Regions from separate parts of the Bombyx mori genome. Here region 2 is linked to region 1. Evidence: chromatin contacts called from public Hi-C data. All regions are on one chromosome and are shown on one strand. The core of a region is the stretch at or near the end of the contact, and the rest is flanking DNA. Distances in the headings are between cores, read along the strand shown.

Region 1 (5,582 bases), core at 753-3,252:
ATACACCAAGTCAGTCTTTGCATGCCTAGTCAAAGTATTGGTAAAATTTTATACATAAATCGTTCAAAATATATCGTGTTATACAATTCACACTTAACAAAATTTATTTACATTGTGATGTAGAGTATATAATATCATATGAAGGCACCAAGTCGAAACAACCATTTATTTTGGCGACGATGATGTAGTAATCAACTAAATTCAACTATGAGTATGACTGCTGACTCTATTAGATTGCTTAAATTGATATTTGAATTCTGAATGACCAATAAAAAATACTACTTGTGAAGTTCTCAATTATCATAACATCTTGTGAGAGCGAGTAGAAATTTTTAAACAAAATTTTCAGAAATCATAAATTTAAAAAAAACCTAGACACGTTAAGCATCAACGCCGCCAAATTGAAATTTTTATAACGGTAACTTTTTGCAAAAACAACCAAACAATGGCACCGAATCTCTAAGTAACTTAAGGCTCAGCCCCATTCCAAATATGTTAGTCGTTATCAACTAAATTATATAAAACTGTTTATTTGGCATCTCATTCACATGTTTACGCAATGTGTATATTAAAAAGAAACAAAAATATAAAATAGCATACACACTATCTACTCAAAAAGTTGTTCGTAAAACGATCGAAGGGTTAAACGTAAAAAATTAACAAATAATTAAGTGACGTGTGATGTCGTGTTTTTGAAATTTTTACATTGATAACTTATACCACGGAACATTGTTTATAAATAAAATGAAGCACAGCACACAAAATGACCGAATATCAACGAAATTATGCTTTCCTTTGGGGCGTTGAAAAATGTTATGCGTGACGAAATTCGACAAAATGAGTTACATAACGTTCTTAAATCTCTTACTGAGAATATTTGCTTAAAACATATAAATAGGTACAAGAAAGCATAATTTCAAGAGGCCACTTTTAGATTAACATTATACTTAATTGATTATAATAATACTTGTGTGAGCACCTTACTAAAATAATATTAAAATTAAATTGGTCCACACAAGCCAGAAGCATCACTTTTGACTTGTCCAATATTCGAAAGTCTTCACAAAAAACTTAAAACAGCATGCTAATTTTCGATTAAATTAATAAACACAGCAAAATCTCGAACACCATAATGGAATATAGTAAATCACTACATAGTATAAAACAAAGTCGCTTTCTCTGTCCCTATATCCCTATGTATGCTTAAATCTTTAAAACTACGCAACGGATTTTGATGCGGTTTTTTTTAATAGATAGAGTGATTGAAGAAGGAAGGAAGGATTATATGTATAATAACATCCATTAAATAGTGGAGAAATCAATAATAAATTACAGTTTCCGAAGCGAAGCGAGGGCGGGTCGCTAGTCTCGTTATAAACGAAAATTAAAAATTTTTGACAGTTAAAAGAATGGTCATAAAAATATTTCACTATTTAACAGCAATAATTCAAAGTGCGTCAGTTTTAAAAATTACGCCATTTTCGCAAGACCAAATGAACCCAATAACAGTCCAATTCTAGTTGTTCTGTATATCAAGTGTGCTGTAATCTGCGATGAGCTTGCGGCTTCCTCTGAGCAGCGGCGAGGAGGGAGGGCGGCACGGTCCAGAGTTGTTCGGAGTGCCGCATCATGGCTTCCGTAACGTGACAGCTGTTGGCGGCGGTCGCGAGCTGCGTCTCCAGGCTGTCTGATTGCTTGATCAGAAGGCTGGAATGGAAACTTGACAAATTAATTCGATTTTCAAATTGAAGAATGTAGAGGTATGATACTCTTTGACAACAGAACCTTAATAATGTTGAAACTTATAATTTCAATTAATTATAGTCGAATTTCGACTACTGCGGGACCACTAGTATATAGATAAAAGCGTTGGTATCGCACCTGGGCGGGAAGAGCGTGGGCGCGATGATCATGGCGACGTTGTGCTCGTTCATCTTGTTGGCGTGCGCGTGCGCGACGATGTCGTTGGCGAGCCGCAGCAGCTCCCGCAGCGTGGCGCGTGCCTCCGGACCCAGCAGCAGCACCAGCAGGTTGAGGGCGCGCCCGCGGGTCGATCCACTCAGCGCTGTAACACCCGGTTATTTTTTTATTTTAAGGGATTTTATGACCTGGTAACTTAGACCTTTAAGTCATGTCTTATGTTAATTTATATTCATATTATGAAAAATGATATTATGCAGTGAAATGAAATGAAATGAGACGAGATAATATGGGATGAAATATAATCTCAGTAAAATGGTGGTCATTTACTGAGATTTTTTCAGTGGACTTTTTGGAGGATCCCGGAAAGTTACGTCCAGCGACTTTGTTTTATTTTCCCACATTTGTGCACTTTCACAGATATCTAACAGTTAATAAATCACCATTGTTACACATTTGAACCTGAAGAAACTCTAAATAGACAAAATAAAAAAGGGTGCGTGTACTTATGTACGCGCGTAAGAAGTTATACTTTATTTTTATTAATTTTCTTTTTTGAAGTGAAACTTCCTTATCGGCGTTGGAAAAAAATTTACCGTCACATTTTTCGGTTACGCGTCACATTTTTCCGTTACGCGCCATCTGTTTTGTATTCATGTCTATGATAATAAAATCCTTTTGTTTAAACTTTATCTAATTTAACTTTTTTGTATTCATGTCTATGATAATAAAATCCTTTTGTTTAAACTTTATCTAATTTAACTTTATTTAACCAATTTCTAGAAAGTTGCATGTAGATCATTTTTCGAAAAATAAGGCCATAAACAAGTTTCACTTCTTACGTGTGTACACTAGTACACGCACACATTTTTTTTTTATTTTTTTTTTAATCATTTTGAAAAAAAAAATCGATTGAGCAACATTCTCAAACACGCATATTGGACATCCCTTTTCTTGACATCGTCTAAATTCGGTAATTCTCGGTACGGTATCAATACTACTGACGATAGTTGAACGCACAACGTCATAAGAAAATACTGATGGAATGGTTTCATTTTTCAATTATCGCAATTATCGTTTCTATAAACAATTGACACCACATTCACTTTTCACTGAACTGATACTTGACGAAAACATGTAAATGTATTATTGTATAGCAGCTGTCCACGCGGATGCATCGCTCACTCAAGTAGGAGAGAGACAGATGTCGAACGCTGCCGAACGCGGCGGCCGATTGTGCCTCTTTGTCGCTCGTTGCGCGTTCTCGCTTGCACTTCAAGCCTTAATGGAACGCCTCAGAGCGAGGTAACGCCGCATGAGTCATGTTTTTTCGTGCGTGCAGCCGGCTCCATCGAATTATAAGACGTTGTCACGTCAAAAAAGACAGCAGTGTTGAATATACGTACCATAAGTGTGGTAGAAGAGCCTCATGAGCTCCTGCGTGAGTAGGGGCTGGGGCAGCGCCCGCAGCAGCCGCTTGTAGACGGCGGCGAGGTCGTGTCCCTTGGCGAGCGAGACGGCCGCCTCCACCGCGCCGCGGTCCTCGTACCACTGCCGCTCTATCAGCTGACTCAGCTCTGATACCTAAGTCAAATTTTGGAATCGTTCAGGCAATTTCATTGGTTTTAATTTATCTATACTAATATATAAATCTACAGTGGTTTTTACGGATGTTCCGTTATAACTACTGAACCATGCATCCGATTGACTTGAAACATGGTATCCATGTAGAAAATACATGTACTTAATGGATAGGCTAATATTTATATGAGTGTTGGACTCCCTACACCAGTTGTGGGGGCGTTAATGATGAGTATCTTTGTGGAGGTGAGAAATAATAATGTTAATTTTAAATGCCCAGCGAAGCGGGCGAATACGGCTAGTATTATATTTATAAAGGGAAAAACTATAATCTTTGTTATTCAATACAGGTAGATTTTCGGATCAGAATTTCCAGGGTCTCCCGCCTAACATACCTAAATCATTTAAAATTTGGAATGGTTCTGGCAATTTCATTGTTATTTTCATTTTATATCAGACGAAGGGAAACTAATGTTTTTATTCAATTAAGGTAGACTTTGGTATCAGAATTTCGAGGGTCCCCCGCCTAACATATTAACATAAGCTAACGAAAAGTCATGTGGCCTCTCTGATGTCAATCCCATAGATCGCACGTTGTGTAGCCACTTGTTCATTTCAATACTTAACTATTAAATATTTTTTTATTTTATTTTTATTGCCTAGATGTGTGGACGAGCTCACAGCTCACCTGGTGTTAAGTGGTTACTAGAACCCATAGACATCTGCAACGTAAATGCGCCACACACCTCGAGATATAAGTTCTAAGGTCTCAGTATCGTTACAACGGCTGCCCCACCCTTCAAACCGAAACGCATTACTGCTTCACGGCAGAAATAGGCAGATGGTGGTACCTACCCGTGCGGACTCAAAAGAGGTCCTACCACCAGTCAATCTATATTAATAAAGCAATGTCCATTTAAAGCAGATATAAATCACGAACAAAATTCTCCGAAGTCTGTGTTTAGGCGATGTTAGGTAAGATTGTTTGGGGAGAAATGGTTTAGTTGGGCGGTGCGATAAAAACTGAGCTACGGTGAAGTTAAAATTGAGTGAAATCAGCTGTTCCCTTCAAGCGTCATAAGAATGAGTGAAAAAAAATAATTAAATCGATTGAGAAGAGGTGAAATTAAATAGTTTTTTTTCTCGATAGCAAACTGATGGTTTTTTTTTACTTTTTATTCACAGTTCAGGCAGACGAGCATACGGCCCACCTGATGGTGAGTGGTTACCGTCGCCCATGGACTTCAGCAATGCCAGGGGCAGAGCCATGCCGCTGCCTACCGCTAGAATTACGTTCACTAGAACTAGTGTGGTGGAGGAGCATGTTGTTACCTTCTGTTTGTTCCCGGAGACCCTGAGCAGCCCCTCGTGGTGCGCGCGAGCCCGCAGCGCGCGCGTGACGCAGCACAGCACGCTCGGCGCGCTGCACGTCTCCTCCCACAGGATCATGTCCTTGCGGACCAGCGTCTCCAAGGACACGCCGAACACGGAGCCCTCTGCAATGTAACAGCCCTTATAACACATACTACGAAGGATAAGTAGGATTTTTTTTATTGCTTTGATGGGTGGACGAGCTCACAGCCCACCTGGTGTTAACTGGTTACCGGAGCCCATAAACATCTATAAATGCACCCCCCACCTTGAGATATAAGTTCTAAGGTTTCAGTATAGTTACAACAGCTGCTCCACCCTTCAAACCGAAACACAATTCACGGCAGAAATAGACGGGGCGGTGGTACCTACCCGTGCGAACTCACAAGAGGTCCTACCACCAGTATAAGATTATTAAGACTATAAGGTCCTTGATAGAGGATCGTTGAAATTATTAAGAAAAAGCTTTCCTATTTCCTGCTAGGTTTCTCGTACCTTCCTTCCGCTTCTTTTTGGGTGGCTTCCTCTTCTGGAAGGGCAGCGAGTACTTGTCGAATATCGCCGTGAGCTCCAACCACAGTAGCGGCTGCAAGCGCTTCAGTTGAGGCTCGCTTATGCTCTCTATGTCCACGTTACTGTCCGCCTCCGGCCAATCCTGGGAACAACACCCCTATATAATGATCTTTGTCAAAAAATTTCACGAACTAATG
Region 2 (4,963 bases), core at 635-3,134, 120 kb after region 1:
TAAACAAATTATGAATAAACAGGTGGGTAAATTGAGACCAAAACAAACAAAATTCCATTGCTCATTGTATATTATTATAGGACCCAACCTTGTAGGAGACCACACGTGTTTACCTTACTAGGACACGGACCATAGACTATAATAATGCATAGACACGCATCTTCTATATTAGAGATGCGTCACTACTAGAGTTGCCAAGAGCAAGTTTCGATTTGTGTATTTTGTAATTGTGATCGATAATACTATATATAATATTGTGATAATATTATATTGATTAAGATTAAGATAATATTGTGGCGAGCTGACAATAGCCTGTTGGTGAACAGTTACCACTAACCATGTTTGGTAAATAGAGATGAACTGAAAAACTCACAACCCTGGTATTAGGGATTTCGAGACAAGAAATAAAGAACAAAAATAACATATCGAATGGAATATCTGAAGTGAGATTGACCATAATTATCGATTACAAGTGTTTCTTTAGATTTCGTTGTAATTGCGAATGTTTACCATATAATGTGTGAGTAAGAAAGTGCACAAGTGGAATAAAGACGTGAAACTCCTCGAATTTCCAAAAAATCCAATGAAGTTTCTATATCAGCATAGTTTATAGCGGATAATTATTTAAAATTGAAGATTAAAGTCGTTTTCTCTGTCCCTATATCCCTATGTATGCTTAAATCTTTAAAACTACGCAACAGGATTTAATGCGGTTTTTTTTTAATAGATAGAGTGATTGAAGATGAAGGTTTATATGTATAATAACATCCATTAAATAGTGGAGAAATCAATAATAAATTAGATTTTCCGAAGCGAAGCGAGGGCGGGTCCCTAGTAACGTTATAATTCAAATACAAATGGATGTTAAATTATTGCAAAGATGAAAGACACGCCATAAATCTGACGAAACCGGTTTTCAAGTTAAAATAGTGAACTGAGATTATTTACACGTTCTGTTATTCATGTCAATAGCAGATTTACCATAAAACATATATTATTGTCCTCTAATGCTTGTTATGTAAAATACCTTTGACCTTTAAGGATGTCCACAAACAACATTGGGTGTATGCATGTAAGTTTTTGCCTGTTGAAAGCTGCGAGTAGGGATAAGTCACTAAACTTCTACCTTTATCGTTAACCTCTTTTATTGTTCCCGAATGAGAGACGCGAAGACACGAGTCACCTGCTTTTAAACGGTCACCGAAGCCCATGGTCAACTGAAGCTTCAGTGCCGCTGTCTACTAGCGTCGACATAATATTAACGTCTCAAGTACAAAATATCAATAAGATAAATTATTAGGCATAATTAAAAATCCTCGAATAAAGGCTTAGCCATTACTCGCTTTATAATTCCAATAATATGTCACTATAGGCCATTAGATTTAGTCTAGTGACATAAAAAAAATCTATGATAAAAACAAATATCAGTTGAACACCATTTCCTCTTCTGATGTCTAGGATATCTATTTGACATTGACAAGCTTCAATGTCATCAAAATAAAAGAGAAAACAGAATACATAAATAAATCTGAGGCTTGACATGCAAGTGTAAATCTGTAAATTGCATGGATTGTGGTGCTATGCAGTTAGAAATAGGCAGCACTACGTTACCTTCTTTCTTCGTTTTCTGTAATCGTTGCCCTGTCTATTATATGATAGAAGAAGGCCCTCTATTTTAAAAGTCAGACCACACACATAAGTCACAACTTTCAAAAAGACAAACAAAAACAACATTCAAAATACGTTATTTGATTGATACCTTATAAGAATCGATTTCACACTGCAACATTTGAAAAACACAACAAAAACAACAAATCGCACAACTATATTATTTAAAAGTGACAATTTTCCAACTGACACAAACAATAAACTAAATAAAAACAGATAAACATTCGAGATGAAACGTACCTCCATTGATAAAGAAGATAATGTATTCGAGATGGCGCAGTGTGAACCAAGTAAGTACCTACTTGTATTATTTACAATGTTATTTTTATAAGCAAAATAAGGTGATACTTTTAAAATACACGTATTCTTGTATTTTATTTTGCAACTTGTTCGTTTTTATTTTAAGTTTCAGGTCGACGCCCTATGCAATCAAGTCAATTAGATTCAAGTTTATCGTAATTACACATATTATTGTAATAATGAAAAAGCATTGTATTTGTTATAAAATTACGTTCCATTCAATTTAGCCAATACTCAGTTTTCAGAATTTTTGTGGATAAAACGAAAGAGATCGCTTTTAGCTATAAGAACGCCCATTGTACAATTATAGGTACCTGCCTGTTGACTGATTTTGAATGTTAATTGTGTTTTGGTGTACAATAAAGCTTTCTCTGTTTCCATTTTACAAAAAATAAATAAACCAACAAACAAGTATGGCAGAATTTTTTCTTTTTTCCTACCCACTGCCTAATAGCCTCGAGGGGATATCCTGACTTCATCGGGTATGTAGGCGAGCTTACGGGTCTCAGCCTGACACTATGATAACATCAGCCCTAGTAAGAAGAGCAGCGCTTCGCTGAATCTACCCCAAATCAGAACCACGATCCACTGAGAGAATTCGGAGAGAAACTCAGTGTCTGGACTGTCTGTGGGTTAACTTGCATTTCGATGAAAATCATAACCTTCGATGAGTGTGCTGACGCTGCTGCCTGCTGAGATAATTATTATACTTATAAAGAATCGTTGAATCTTAATCTATACACTACACTTTATACACTATATGTATATAAGTTCTTACCGCGATTTTCACTTTTTATGAATACCCGATCATTACGTGTGTTCCAAAACCCCATGATGAGAGATCCGTGAAAATTATTGTTATAATCACATTTATTTGACTATTAATAAAACCATATTGTTTATCGTAACATGGCTCGAAAACAGCTTAACAAGATCGTTCAATTACTGAGAAATACCAGTTAATCAATGTAACCGCTAACAACTTCAGCCGGTTACCGCTATGCTTTGATTTTATCTCAAAGCGAGCCGCCTTAAGGATCTCGGTACCAACATTACGCAAAGATCGCTTATTAATGTTGGTATACAGTTTCGAATAAATAAATAAATAAATAACGGAATTATGGGAATACATAAGCGGAACAGTTGAATGTATTAGTAACATAGAAATCTTCGTTCAAATTGTATTCGTTGATATACCAATGATATACAAAATGATGCCTACTAATCGTTGATTGGTATATCATTTCTAGTTTCTGTTGTTTTTTTATTATTGCTACGATGGATGGACGTGCCCACCTAGTGTTAAATTGTCACGGAGCCCATAGACATCAAACACGTTAATGCGGCCACCCACCTTAGACCCGAGTTCTAAGTCTAAGAGAGAGAGAACATACGTTATTGCACACTAAAATCTCAGAATACAGATTACACTGTATTCTGAGACTAAAATATAGTAAATAAAGAAGTATTACGGCGAAGGTGAATTGGCAACCACTTGAGTTTAGCGATGATGAACCAAGATATAACCGCGTCTTTCGATAACATCAGGCGTTTTACTATTTAAGCCACGACGACTTTAAATATTTAATTTTATTCACCAAGCCTCATAGGAAAGTCTAGTGCAAAGGATGTATTACAATGCTGCTCAATTGACACAGTTTTAGTGCAAGTCTTAAAGTGGTATTCTAATCCCTGTGGACACTCGATGAATTACAAATATTAATGATGGAGCCGGATTCGGACGCGATTGCATGTAACCGACGAACTCGACTTGAATATTACACTATGATAAACAAGCTTAACATTTTTGTATTGGACGACGAAGGGCTCGACGAGCGAATTAACCCATAGATACAGCCCACTGAGTTTTTGCCGGATCTTCTCAGTGGGTCGCGTTTCCGATCCGGTGGTAGATTCTGCGAAGCACTGCTCTTGCTAGGGCCAGTGTTAGCAACACTCCGGTTTGAGCCCCGTGAGCTCACCTACATGTTAGGGCGAAGCTGAAATAGCCTCTCAAGGCTATCAGCAAAGGTGGGAAAAAAATTGTATTGGAACGCATGGACGCCAATAAACGATTAACGATTTTCTAATATAGATACTATTGTTGGGTGTTTAATTATTATTCTTGACATTTTTATGGACGTGTAACTTACCATAAAAGACAGAAAAGGATCGTGTCCAGCCCACGGAATTTCCCATCGGATCTTCTCAGTGGGTCACGATTCCGATCCGTTGGTAGCTTCATCGAAGCATCGCCCTTGCTACGGCCAGGGTTAGCAAAATTCGCCAGGCTTTATTTTTATTTTTTAGTTTTTTCTAATCTACGTCTGACTATAAGTAAAGCTTGGTATAATCTTTTTCCAGGTCGTAATTTGATCTTACAATTTCATGACCATTATCCTGATTTTAATACTCCCTAGGAGCTCTGACTTTCAAAATCAGAATTGGATTTAATTAAAATATGAAAACCCGTAAATCATCTTAACGCATGTATATATATACTTGTCAAGAGTTTATTTAATCAAATAAGTGACCCCCATTACTACCCCCCAAATCCATCCCATTAGCAAGTTAAACTGGAGAGTCTAGTAGGCTTAACGGATCGCATTATTGAGCACGAGAACTTTCTACGATGTAATGCTTAATCTAAGATATTTGTAAAATTCCTCGATTACCACAAATATACTATATAAATATAGCTTAAGCTTGCGTACTTACAAACTAAACAGCTCTTACTCGAGTCTTCATTCGCGTTAATGTATAAAAAAATCGATCGATCCTTTGCAAGCGGTCCTTTTGTCCTGTGTGAAAAGGACTCTATGTAACTTTTTGTATCCCTAAAAACGTATGTATATGATAAATTTCATCACGATCGGTTGACAGAGTGAAGACTGAAGACTTAACTTGGAAGCGTAACGGGCAAACTTGTGGTTATAAACATTAAGTATTGAATATTAATTTATTACATTTCCGGTTTAACTTTGCATTCGTCTTG

What was found. Hi-C and Micro-C count contacts between places; a contact is called where the count stands out from the background.
Region 2: a Hi-C map of middle silk gland shows a contact between it and region 1, with 2.1 times the contacts expected there. The contact joins the promoter of LOC101744937 here to the enhancer-like site in region 1. A contact is called at or near these places in 4 of 7 Hi-C or Micro-C datasets (middle silk gland, midgut and whole pupa).

What each region holds. Positions count from the first base shown.
Region 1 is chr5:1,607,104-1,612,685 of ASM3026992v2, forward strand. It overlaps LOC101744937 (rho GTPase-activating protein conundrum), which reads right to left. Exons shown (of 13, transcript XM_012690418.4): 9 at 5,368-5,527; 10 at 4,834-4,997; 11 at 3,327-3,504; 12 at 1,882-2,065; 13 at 1-1,707. The coding sequence ends at 1,533. Among protein-coding and RNA genes, the nearest start is that of LOC101742253, 6.4 kb to the left of the region's middle. Within about 2 kb of position 2,003, at least 4 of the 8 cell types and tissues checked have open chromatin away from gene starts, as enhancers often do.
Region 2 is chr5:1,729,757-1,734,719 of ASM3026992v2, forward strand. LOC101744937 (rho GTPase-activating protein conundrum) reads right to left here and starts at 1,885. Exons shown (of 13, transcript XM_012690418.4): 1 at 1,760-1,885. The coding sequence starts at 1,789. LOC110385201 reads right to left here and starts at 1,782. Exons shown (of 5, transcript XM_062668532.1): 1 at 1,612-1,782. LOC101741911 (a long non-coding RNA gene) reads left to right here and starts at 1,817. Exons shown (of 2, transcript XR_209754.4): 1 at 1,817-1,958; 2 at 2,075-2,382.